2 separate regions of the Oryctolagus cuniculus genome follow, and region 2 is linked to region 1. A link is a contact called in public Micro-C data. All regions are on one chromosome and are shown on one strand. Each heading gives the region's core, a stretch centred on a gene start, on an enhancer-like site or on the middle of the called end of the contact. The rest is flanking DNA. Distances are from core to core; before and after follow the strand shown. Region 1 has its middle 38 kb from the start of ACOT11. Region 2 overlaps SSBP3 (single stranded DNA binding protein 3).

Region 1 (2,700 bases), core at 135-2,634:
CAGATGGAAGATTTTTTTTTTCTCTCTCTCTCCCCCTTTCAAATAAATTATTAATCTATTTTTTAAAGTGTTTATAACTGGTGGTAGTGAGCTCCCTGTCACTTGTGGCATTCAAGCAGGGGACTGGATAGACATTAGCCTGGGATGTTGAAGAGGGCCTGGGTAGATCCTCAGTGCTCTGGACCTGGTGGCCTTCCAGCCTGGGTAGTTTCTGACCCTACGGTGTTGCTGCTTGGACGCTGTCTATGGGAAATGACCTGTTGGTTATTTGGGGACCTTCGTGGTCTAGAGGTGGTTTGCTGTTTGGGACTTCCATTCACAACCGGAAGTGGGGCAGGACACAGGCATGGTGGCTGGCTTGGGGTCAGGCACCAACTCCAGTGACCCGAGGCCCCCTTGGGCCCATCACTTACAATGACAGAACAAGAAAGTCCTTGAACTTCACCCAGCCTCCGGTCTATGGGCAGACCAAGGGCTTGGCCCAAGGTCACATATCAGGGCGTGACTCTTCCCGACTGGTGGGCTCATGCTCTATCTGGGTCCCAGCTCCCCAAGCCCCGAAAGCATCGCACGCCTGTGTTTCCTTCAGTGCAGGAGATGACCTTTAACACGTCGGCCGAAAGGATCCTGGTTCTTTTTAATTAGGAGGATGCATAGAGAAGTCAGACAGCCGCCCCCACCCACGGTCGGGAGACTAAGTGCTCCCCAAATTACAGCGCGGATGCCAGGGCTCGGGCAACAAGACCGAGCTTGACTGCTGTGTGGTAAGCACAGCCAGCACCATCTCGCCCGTGTGCTTCAGCTCCTCGGTGGAACACGGCCTCTCATAGGCAGGAGACACCGCATCCAGTCTTTCCCTTCAGAAAAACATTCTGAGCTTGCGCAACGCACACCCAGTGTCATTCACCCTTTTTTCGGGAAGCCTGGTGGGCCCCAGGCTGGGGGAGAGGCCGTCTGTCCCCGCGAGGGGCTGTGGTGCGGAAACCATGGGATGGAGCGTCCACCCCCACCCCCGCCGGCCCCCCAGCAGCCACCTGGCTGCGGGACCCCTGGCTGGCCCCTGACCTTCGGCAGCCCTGCGATCGCCTTGGACGCAGCACTCTGTGGGAAGTTTTAGGCAGCTCCTGTGGGGTCCTGAATTTCTTTCCCCTGCTTTGCAAACGTCAGCTGAAGGTGCCCAGTCTGCAGAAGTCCTTGTGTCACTCCAGTCCCTGTTCCCAACTGGAACCAGAATGTGTTCAACCCAAACTCTCCCGGGACCCCCTGCCCTCCGTGTGCCACGCCCCCACCTCCCCTCTGTGTGTGTCTCTCTGGCCACAGGGGCTCTGCCTACTCACTGATGTGCCTGTGCCTCTCTGGTCCCCTGGAGCTTTGCAGTGCTCTGCTGGCTCATCTCCTTGGCCAGAAACCTTAGGGGCCCCCATCCCGACCGGCTCATCAGAGAGAGAAGTTCCAACTCCTGCCCCTCCTAGGCATGGAGCCCCAGCCGGAGCCCCCACCACTTGCGCAAGCATTCCCCTGCCCCTTTTCCTTTTCCATATCCAACCATTCCATGGGCAAACAGGGGTCGAGCCCTTAGTGTGTGCCAGGAACTGTGCCGGGCACGAATGCCCAGACACTAAGTGTGTTTTGAGAGCTCTGGGGTTCAGGGGCTCCGAGGAGGGGCAGGACTGAGAGGAGGAATGGGGCTGCCGCCAGCTCTCTGCTCGCTGGTTTCCTGTTTACTATTAACAGCTGCCCATCCCGCCCCGCGCACAAATGCCCAGGCCAGCCTTGGTGTGTTTTCAGACGGGCAGTTCAAACACAAACCTGAGGCAGGCAACTGGAAATCTGCCTTCAGCTGCCTGGAAGACCTGCAAAGCGCCCCCTCCTCATCCCTCCCACCATGCTCTCTCCAACTTCTGCCTTCCTCTCCCCTCTTGGAGGACATATGGCTCCTTGAAGTTTTTGTTTGCTTGCAGGGGAAAAAAAACCCAGCTTCAGTGTGGAGGGTTTTTCCCTTTTTTTTCTTTATTAAGCATCAAGAGACAGAGCAATCTGCTTGCAGATACTGTACGTGCATAATTAATAAAATCTCATTCTTTATTTATAAAGAGACACACGGGGAACTGGAGAATTAGGGCTATCCCCATTATATATGAAGAGAGGGAGAGAGAAAGTGGGAGGGCGGAAAATACTTTCTGAACACGAGATCTTTCCAGAGGCTCTCACTACGCACCGAGTGAAAAGGCACGCACTGCTCATGGAAGTGGTGCTCCGTGCCCAGAAAGCAGCAGGAAGCAGAAACCTGGTTCAGGAGCTTCAAACAGGAACAGGACCCATCGGGTGCTCCCAGTGCCCAGCAGGCCGGCTTAGGGTATTGGCAGGGGGCAGGAAAACACCGCGTGCCAGGCCGGGGTCTCGGGCACAGAGTCCGTTGCAGGTGGGGGGGAAGCGGGCACAGTCTCCCCACTGAGCACTGCCATCAACCCCGAGTCAGGGGCTAGGCAGAGCCCGTGGTTCCTGCGGCCCCTTCCACGGCAGGTCACATTAATGTGACGGTGGTGGGGGCTTGCGAATGTCAGCTTCGCCCTTGCACCTCTGCACCCCGGATGCCCGGGCAAAACTGCCACTATCAGTAACCCAGCTCATTCTGTAATAGCCCCCGAGACCAGCGAGCCGGGGATCAGAGCCTCACAAGAGTCCTGAGTTGGGGGTGGC
Region 2 (2,700 bases), core at 139-2,638, 180 kb before region 1:
TAACCCTGACAGCTGACAGGCCCCAGGCAGGACTTCACGCGTGCATCCTCATGGTGTCCCTAGGTGGCCACGGCGATCACTGCCCCCAGTTCTCAGCCCACCCGGGCACTGCACGACCCCAGAGCTGCCAGGAAGGAGGGACTTCCTCCAGAGGGGGTGCAGACAGAGGGGACCCAGCAGCTCTCCACTCGAGACAGAGGTGTCAGCTGGGCCAGGAGGCGTGCCGGTCAACATGGAACCTGAGGCCACAGCGGGCACCCTTCAAGGGCAGTAACAGACCAGGACCGGACACGGCAGGTTTGCAAAAATGAGCAGTCCTCCCACGGCTCCACAAGGAAGACGTGTGACGACAGCACCAAGGAAAGGCAGGCGGCCGAAGCCCCTGACAGCCACTGCGCCTCCGCCCTGCACTGCACGGAGACCACATGCCCGGGGCGGGGAGCTCAGCCCCCAGCACAGAGATGGCACTTCCTGAAGGCTGTGACCCCACCCAGCTCCAGTCTCCTTCCCTGGGGGGGCCTCATTTATGCCAATGCCAGCATTTTTGGGGGTGGGGGGGGCTTTCCAGAGAAAGAGTGCCTGGGGGGTTGATCTGGAGAGAAACAGGACCCAAGCCGGGAACCCACTGCCACATCCCCAGCATGGAGGGCAGTGCCTCCCACGGAGCTGGATCTGTGCGTGGTCCCTGACCCCAGCCGAGGCGCTCTGCGCGGGCGCCCTGTGGCGCGCTCTCGCTCAGGGGGCCGTCCCGCTGCACGCAATGCCGAGGCATGTTATTACAGGATTCTGCTGGAACCCTCTCCCTCAGCCTCTTCTGCTGCAAGGGCTGAGGAATGTGACCTTTTTTTTTTTTCTTTAAAGGAGAAAAACCTCAGCAAAACTTGCAGGGAGGGAAGGTAGGGGTGGGAGCAGAGGGTGAGCTCCCCAGTCTGCCAGAGACAGGCAAACAAAACATCCCCACCCAGGACAGGGCTGGGGGAGCTGAACCCCACGCCCGGAGTGGCGTCTAGGCACGGGGAAATCTCAATCCTCCAAGAAACACGAGAAAGCGCAGGTCCAAAGTGGAGGGGGCCAGCCCAGTGCTTCACGAACAAGAGGGGAGGGCAGCTGTGGACACTGGGCTTCCAGCATCAGGTCCATTAGCGCCAGGGAATCCGTTAGGGCTCAAAGGAGGCCCAGAGAGGGGTGGCAGCAGTGGCACCAACAAAGCCCAGGGCTGGACTCCCCCGCCCCTCCCTCAAAGGGACACAGAGGGGCCTCGGCCGGCAGGGGAGGCATGGAAAAGCGAGTCCCCTCCCCGCTGGGCAGGCAGGGGCAGGTGGCCAGAAGGACCCGGTGTGCAGTCCCGCCTGGCTCTGCGGTGCGGGGCTGGCTCCACGTTAGGGGGCGGTCGAGGCCCATGGAGCCGCCGGGTGCTTTGTTACCGAGCAAATCTCCTAGGCACTGCCTGCTGATGCATAGCTAACCGGGCGGCAGACACTGATTTATGTTCAACTTTCCATTTCATCAGTGAGAGTCACGGCGCTCCATGTGCAGTTCACGTTTTTCAGAGGGGGAGGGGGAGGCGGCTGGAGTGCCCAGACCCAAACGTGTCCACACGCGTGCACACAGGCACGCGCCCCGGCGCCCCGGCAACTTCTCCCTCCTCTCCAAGGGGGAGGGGGGAGGGGAGGGCGAGGGGCTGAGCCGGCAGCCGGGCAGCCTGGCACGTCAGGAGTAACCTTTTGTCCACCGTTGCTAGGAGCCCTGGGGGCGGTCATCTGCCGCTGGGCAGACGCTAGGCACCAGGCTGGCTGCCGGGCGGGAGTACAGCCTGACCTTTGTGGAGGTGGTGCTGGCAAGGAAAAATAAGGCTTGTTTCCTCTCTCCTGCCCCAGGCTTCTTCACACAGGCCAGGCGGCCAGGGGAGCAGACCCGCAGCACCCCTCACCAGACAGAGGGGGCGTGCCGGGTCCTGAGGGCCCACAGTGGTGCTGGACATGGGGCATGGAACCTGCAGGGGGCTTCAATGCAGCACGCAGAGGAGGGGCAGAGGAGGGGCTGCCCTCGCTTGCTGGCTTGCTCGGGCCAAGTGGGTTTGTAACAGGTGGGGGCTGGGGGCGGGGAACAGCGCTGGTTCCCCACCTCCCACTGAGGCCCCAGCCAGCAGTTGGGGTGCCCCGCCTCCTCTCTAATCCTTCCCAGCAGGGGTGACCCTGCCTTCTGTCAGTCTGCTGGAAGACAGCAGGGTGAGGGGCGGGGGTTTCTGTCTCTGGGAGGGGTGGGCACGCTTTGGTCCTGTCTCCCACAGGCTGGCTCCCTCCACCCACCGGGAGGCCGGAGGGTGGGGCCCACAGAGGGTCCTCAGGAAGCCTGGGCTCCGTCCCACCCACTGCCAGTCTAGACCGTCTTCCTGAGCGGCTCCCTGCCACTTGGAGCCCAGCATTCTGCGTCTACGCAGCAGGAGTGCTGCTGGCTCTTGGGCCTACCTGACAGGCGCAAATGAACTCAGAGCAGAGGGCACCTTCTCTCATGTGGACAATGCTCCCAGCAGCAGCTGGCCAGGCTGGCAGCTCCAGAACCCCTGCGGGTCTTTGCTCCTCCCCCAGGGCCTCCCCCCACTAACCCATCTCTCTGACCTACCCAGTGTGGCCTCATGTGGGCCTGGAGCCTGGGGCTAGCTCCAGCACTGGCCACTGCTCCAGCTCGGGCCAAAAGCCA

Evidence for each region. A called contact is a pair of places that touch in the nucleus more often than the background predicts.
Region 2: a contact with region 1 is called in a Micro-C map of ear pinna, with 4 times the contacts expected there. The contact joins two enhancer-like sites. A contact is called at or near these places in 2 of 6 Hi-C or Micro-C datasets (ear pinna and psoas muscle).

The regions. Positions count from the first base shown.
Region 1 is chr7:118,567,650-118,570,349 of mOryCun1.1, reverse strand. No RefSeq gene overlaps it. Among named protein-coding and RNA genes, the nearest start is that of ACOT11, 38 kb to the right of the region's middle. Within about 2 kb of position 1,384, at least 2 of the 8 cell types and tissues checked have an H3K27ac peak or open chromatin away from gene starts, as enhancers often do. A contact at or near this core is called in ear pinna, where this site is marked.
Region 2 is chr7:118,746,414-118,749,113 of mOryCun1.1, reverse strand. The region is part of intron 5 of SSBP3 (single stranded DNA binding protein 3); the gene reads right to left. Among named protein-coding and RNA genes, the nearest start is that of MRPL37, 57 kb to the left of the region's middle. Within about 2 kb of position 1,388, at least 2 of the 8 cell types and tissues checked have an H3K27ac peak or open chromatin away from gene starts, as enhancers often do. A contact at or near this core is called in ear pinna, where this site is marked.